Linked DNA regions of Mus musculus: region 1 is linked to region 2. A link is a contact called in public capture Hi-C data. All regions are on one chromosome and are shown on one strand. The core of a region is the stretch at or near the end of the contact, and the rest is flanking DNA. Distances in the headings are between cores, read along the strand shown. Region 1 has its middle 76 kb from the start of Gm1698. Region 2 has its middle 67 kb from the start of Poteg.

Region 1 (3,253 bases), core at 407-2,906, 140 kb before region 2:
GGAGCTCACAGAGACTGAACACCAACCAAGGAGCTTGCAGTGGCTGTAACTAGGCCTGCTACATGTATAGCTTGTGTATCTTGATATTTATGTGGGTCCCCTAACAATTGGAGTGGGGGATATCTCTGACTCTGTTGCCTGCCATTGAACCCCCTTCCCCAGCTGGACTGACTGGTCAGAACTCAGTGGGAAAGGATATGCTTAGTCCCGCTCCAACTTGATGTTGGGAGGGGACTACCCAAGAGAGGCTACTCCTTTACTGAGGAGAAGGGGAAGGGGTAATGAGGAAAGAGATTTGTGAGGGTGCAACTGGGAGGAGAGGAGGGAAGGGTGATTCTACTGGATTGTAAAGTGAATGAATAGATAGATAGATAGATAGATAGATAGATAGATAGATAGATAGATAGATAGATAGATAGGAAGGAAGGAAGGAAGGAAGGAAGGAAGGATACTGGCTGGTTTTGTGTGTCAACTTGACACAGGCTGGAGTTATCACAGAGAAAGGAGCTTCAGTTGGGGAAATGCCTCCATGAGATCCAGCTGTGGAGCATTTTCTCAATAGTGATCAAGGGTGGGAGGGCCCCTTGTACCATCTCTGGGCTGATAGTCTTGGGTTCTATAAGAAAGCAAGCCAGGAGAAGCAGACCAGTAAGGAACATCCTTCCATGGCCTCTTCCTGCTTCCTGACCTGCTTGAGTTCCAGTCCTGACTTCCTTTGGTGATGAAAAACAATGTGGAAATGTAAGCAGAATAAACCCTTTCCTCCCCAACCTGCTTCTTGGTTATGATGTTTGTGCAGGAATAGAAGTCCTGACTAAGACAGAGAGATACATGGAAAAGAGAGACCTAAATATGACATCTACAGCACATTCCCTCCCCATAGACTTAGAGACCATTGTGGAATAGACATAGGAATAATATAAGAACCAGGTGTGGTAGATGACTACAAGGAAATGTTATTTTCTGGGCACAACAGTGTAAAAGTAGCATTTACTTTCCTGATATAATTGTTTCTGAGACCTACTGTCTCTGTCTGGTAATGCTGGCCTAGTACTGGAAGCTTCTACCCTCAATACAATCTGATCTAGGCCTATAATGTTTTCTGACTCTAACACTAACTACTGAATAAGCTCACCCTTTCTAGCTCTTTCTGAACTCTGTTCACTGGTTCAACTCAGCTGGTTAGGCTCAAACTCATATCCAAGCTGACTGATTCAAATTGGCTTCTCTCACTTCTGACTTAATTGCTTCACCTGGCCTCAAACTAACTCTACCAATCTGTTCAAATCTTATGGCCTCATCTCATTCTCTGGCTCATTCTATCTTCACCTGTCTCTGTAAAACTCTCCCAATAAAACTGCATCCTTTCTCTCTCTCCCTGTTCTCTTAAGTTGCCTCTCCTTCCTGTCTATTCTTGTGGGAGTTGAACATATTCTATTCTGTCACATCTCTCTTATTAATCACTTTCTCTGTCTCTCAATTAGATATCACTTTCTGTTGTATACCTGCCCTCTGCCTACTTGAACCGGGTACTCCTGGGAGGCAGGCTGGGGCTGAAAAAGACTTAGAGAGATAATGGAGCCAAGACAAAGGCCCTGATCAAGGCCCAAGATTTCAGAAACTGTTCTTATAAAGGGGTAAGGCACATCCCCTCCACACACCCACCACCCCTGTCAGTCAATTCTTGGTGTCTGGAGACAGCCTGTGAGTGACATGCAGGATAGGATGTGCCTCCAGAATATCTCAGGGGCCTCTCAGCAGGTAGCAGTGTCTTGGAGGAGAGCAGTGGCAGGTGACAGAACAATAGAGCCATCTAGGTCGGAAGGCTCCACCCTAGGTAATCTCCTTCTTAGTGGCAGCAAGGTCAAAGTCTGGATCAGCCTGCTTCAGGCTGGGGGAGCCTACAACTTTCAAACATGGCTGCTTCCTTCTATAAACTAACTGTGCCTTCGCTGTTTGGAATTCAATGTGTATACTAAGGACAGAGCCATAACACAACTAGAATCAGATTTCTTTTTTTCAGAAAAATAACACAATCTTAGAGTTCACATTGTGATCAAATATCTTGCAACACAACAGGATAATTAGTTATACACATGAATGTGGAGGCTTTGTCTTTTACTGTCTATTGTAATGCTACGTGCTGCCCCCCTAAGACCTGGAGTCTGTAAGAAGCCTCTGGGACCCTGCTCCCAAGTTAATTTTGATTGGTGAAAAAAAAGATGCCAACCACTAAGAAGAGACATAGGTGGAGTTGAGGTTTCATGGTCTTGGGGAGAGAGGACAATAAGGAGGGAAGGAGGCCACCATGGAATAAAGGAAGAATGGGCAGGAGGGAGAAGGAGAGCCACCATTTGACAAGGGCTGCCTGATTGGAGTTAAGCACAGCCCAGATGGAACATGGTATATAGCAAGTGATAACTTGGGGTTATTGATAGGAAGGTCAATTCTAACAGCATGGAGGGTAGACAGCTGCCCAGGTATTATGCTGCCTAAGGCATATTTAAAATATAAAGGTTGTGTGTGTGTGTCTTCCATCCAGGAGCATAAATGGTTTAAGACAAGGAAGACTACCTACGCTGGAAATTTTTAAGATTTTTACTACACATGAAATCAAAACTGCTGTAGTGGTATGCACAAGACCTGAACAAGTTAAACTGGACAAAATCTCAACATGAAGAATTGTTAGAAGCACAGTTTAGGCAAGCACTGGGAAAACAGAATTCTTAAGAATGCAGGCCTGCTTTCTTCAACAAAGGGAAGAATGACACTTGATCACCCACAATGCAGGAGTGGTCAAATAACCTGATGATCTTTTGCTATTCGATTAGGAGCCAGCCTCCACCTCAGTTTCCCCCAATGCTGAGAATTGCTTAGGCTTTAATCCTGGGTTTTGTCTCTCAGTGAATAGAACTCATCCTTATAAAGAGACCTTATATACTTTGCATCTTCCATCAGTATATGTTATGCATATGCTTAATGCAAACCCTTCCTCTTTAGGCCCTAGCCCTAAGTGTTGTTTCCCAGTCAACAGAACTCAGGATATCCATCTCAGGTACTTTGCTGTAGTGGTTTATGTTGCAAGGGAATTTCAACGTAGCCATCCCTAAAGCTTTGTTACAAAAACTGTCACATGGAGACTTCGTTCCCAATGTTTTACTGTCTTTAAATGTGTAAGAAAATCGACTGTGGGATCAGAGTCTCTGTAAGTTTTGATCCAGACTGACTAACCAAGTCTGGCTGTGCAGATTTG
Region 2 (3,347 bases), core at 136-2,635:
AGCAAAAACTCTTCTCAAGGATAAAAGAACCTCTGGTGGAATCACCATGCCTGACCTCAAGCTTTACTACAGAGCAATTGTGATAAAAACTGCATGGTACTGGTATACTGACAGACAAGTAGACCAATGGAATAGAATTGAAGACCCAGAAATGAACCCACACACCTATGGTCACTTGATCTTCGACAAGGGAGCCAAAACCATCCAGTGGAAGAAAGACAGCATTTTCAACAAATGGTGCTGGCACAACTGGTTGTTATCATGTAGAAGAATGTGAATCGATCCATTCCTATCTCCTTGTACTAAGGTCAAATCTAAGTGGATCAAGGAACTTCACATAAAACCAGAGACACTGAAACTTATAGAGGAGAAAGTGGGGAAAAGCCTTGAAGATATGGGCACAGGGGAAAAATTCCTGAATAGAACAGCAATGGCTTGTGCTGTAAGATCGAGAATTGACAAATGGGACCTCATGAAACTGCAAAGCTTCTGCAAGGCAAAAGACACCGTCAATAAGACAAAAAGACCACCAACAGATTGGGAAAGGATCTTTACCTATCCTAAATCAGATAGGGGACTAATATCCAATATATATAACGAGATTTAACTTGAGATGGAGTAAGAGGGATATTACAAAGAGAAAGGGATGCTGGGGAAAAAATAATACTAAAGATGTTTGAAAAAGCCACAGGTCAATGTGTGTGTGTGTGTGTGTGTGTGTGTGTGTGTGTAGACAGAGAAAGGTAGAGAGATTCTTGTTCTCCTTTTCCACATGTCCTTCTATATTCAGAAATACTTTCTCTTAGTTATTTCTGTTCATATTATCATTCTGATCATAAATTTAAATAAATTGCATCAATCTTTTCCCACCTCTTCCTCTTCAGGGTGTCCTAATAGAGTGTGCCAACACATATGACTACACCAATTTTCTCTATCTAGACATCAAATGTGTTCACTATATGAAGAAGTTAGTGTTTGCTGATTCTATTTTTGCTTTGCATTAATCTTGTATCTTGGGTGCCTAACGACATAGTTCCTTACCAATACCCAATAACTGAAATTATTCAAGGCCATACAATTAAACCTGCTGCTGTGAGACCATTTTGTGTATTGTATCAAATGTACCAGTACATTCACACAGTATATGTATTTTTCTATTGTTTTCTCCAAACTAGACTTCTAGACACTGACATGAATCTCATAAATATCTAAGTTCAGTCCTGATACATTCTAGTATTCAGTAAAGTCATTGGATAACATTTTCAATACAGTTTCTGACTCCATTTATTGAAATAAGATGAACTTCAAGTTTATCCTGTAGAGCATAGCACCTAATGGATGACACACTCTCTTTATAGGAAGTGGGACACAGTGCACAGCTGTGTTTTCTCTCACAGTAGCGCTGCTACTGGGGAATAAAGAGTAAGTAAAACTTAGAAGTCGGTAGTACTGACTCGTCATAGCAAACATCAATACATCAATGTGGGAAATCGTTCAAACTTTAAAGTGCCTAGTTTTAAGTCTCAAATTTGGAGCAGCGGTCGCCATCTTGGTCCGGGACCCGCCGAACTTAGGAAATTAGTCTGAACAGGTGAGAGGGTGCGCCAGAGAACCTGACAGCCTCTGGAACAGGCAGAAGCACAGAGGGGCTGAGGCAGCACCCTGTGTGGGCCGGGGACAGCCGGCCACCTTCCGGACCGGAGGACAGGTGCCCGCCCGGCTGGGGAGGCGACCTAAGCCACAGCAGCAGCGGTCGCCATCTTGGTCCGGGACCCGCCGAACTTAGGAAATTAGTCTGAACAGGTGAGAGGGTGCGCCAGAGAACCTGACAGCTTCTGGAACAGGCGGAAGCACAGAGGCGCTGAGGCAGCACCCTTTGTGGGCCGGGGACAGCCAGCCACCGTCCGGACCGGAGGACAGGTGCCCGCCCGGCTGGGGAGGCGGCCTAAGCCACAGCAGCAGCGGTCGCCATCTTGGTCCGAGACCCGCCGAATTTAGGAAATTAGTCTGAACAGGTGAGAGGGTGCGCCAGAGAACCTGACAGCTTCTGGAACAGGCAGAAGCACAGAGGCGCTGAGGCAGCACCCTGTGTGGGCCGGGGACAGCCGGCCACCTTCCGGACCGGAGGACAGGTGCCCACCCGGCTGGGGAGGCGGCCTAAGCCACAGCAGCAGCGGTCGCCATCTTGGTCCCGGGACTCCAAGGAACTTAGGAATTTAGTCTGCTTAGGTGAGAGTCTGTACCACCTGGGAACTGCCAAAGCAACACACTGTCTGAGAAAGGTCCTGTTTTGGGCCTTCTTCTTCGGCCAGGAGGAGGTCCAAATACAAGATATCTGCGCACCTTCCCTGTAAGAGAGCTTGCCAGCAGAGAGTGCTCTGAGCACTGAAACTCAGAGGAGAGAATCTGTCTCCCAGGTCTGCTGATAGACGGTAACAGAATCACCAGAAGAACAATCTCTAAACAGAGTCAACTATAACTACTAACTCCAGAGATTACCAGATGGCGAAAGGTAAACGGAGGAATCTTACTAACAGGAACCAAGACCACTCACCATCACCAGAACCCAGCACACCCACTTCGCCCAGTCCAGGGAACCCCAACACACCTGAGAACCTAGACCTAGATTTAAAAGCATATCTCATGATGATGGTAGAGGACATCAAGAAGGACTTTAATAAATCACTTAAAGAAATACAGGAGAACACTGCTAAAGAGTTACAAGTCCTTAAAGAAAAACAGGAAAACACAATCAAACAGGTAGAAGACCTTACAGAAAAAGAGGAAAAAACATACAAACAGGTGATGGAAATGAACAAAACCATACTAGACCTAAAAAGGGAAGTAGACACAATAAAGAAAACTCAAAGCGAGGCAACACTAGAGATAGAAACCCTAGGAAAGAAATCTGGAACCATAGATTTGAGCATCAGCAACAGAATACAAGAGATGGAAGAGAGAATCTCAGGTGCAGAAGATTCCATAGAGAACATCGGCACAACAATCAAAGAAAATGGAAAATGCAAAAAGATCCTAACTCAAAATATCCAGGAAATCCAGGACACAATGAGAAGACCAAACGTACGGATAATAGGAGTGGATGAGAATGAAGATTTTCAACTCAAAGGTCCAGCAAACATCTTCAACAAAATTATTGAAGAAAACTTCCCAAATCTAAAGAATGAGATGCATATGAACATACAAGAAGCCTACAGAACTCCAAATAGACTGGACCAGAAAAGAAATTTCTCCCGACACATAATAATCAGAACATCAAATGCACTAAATAAAGATAGAATACTAAAAGCAGTAAGGGAAAAAGGTCAAGTAACATATAAAGGCAAGCC

What was found. Capture Hi-C pulls out chosen DNA fragments and counts their contacts.
Region 1: a capture Hi-C map of embryonic stem cells shows a contact between it and region 2, with 2.2 times the contacts expected there. The contact joins two enhancer-like sites. A contact is called at or near these places in 1 of 484 Hi-C or Micro-C datasets (nephron progenitors), 2 of 115 datasets of contacts at active chromatin or transcription factors (both in embryonic stem cells) and 1 of 9 other capture datasets (embryonic stem cells).

Annotation. Positions count from the first base shown.
Region 1 is chr8:27,657,529-27,660,781 of GRCm38.p6, reverse strand. No RefSeq gene overlaps it. Among named protein-coding and RNA genes, the nearest start is that of Gm1698, 76 kb to the right of the region's middle. Within about 2 kb of position 1,656, at least 4 of the 459 cell types and tissues checked have an H3K27ac peak or open chromatin away from gene starts, as enhancers often do. A contact at or near this core is called in embryonic stem cells, where this site is marked.
Region 2 is chr8:27,512,784-27,516,130 of GRCm38.p6, reverse strand. It overlaps a transcript of Poteg not described here. Among named protein-coding and RNA genes, the nearest start is that of Poteg, 67 kb to the right of the region's middle. Within about 2 kb of position 1,385, at least 2 of the 459 cell types and tissues checked have an H3K27ac peak or open chromatin away from gene starts, as enhancers often do. A contact at or near this core is called in embryonic stem cells, where this site is marked.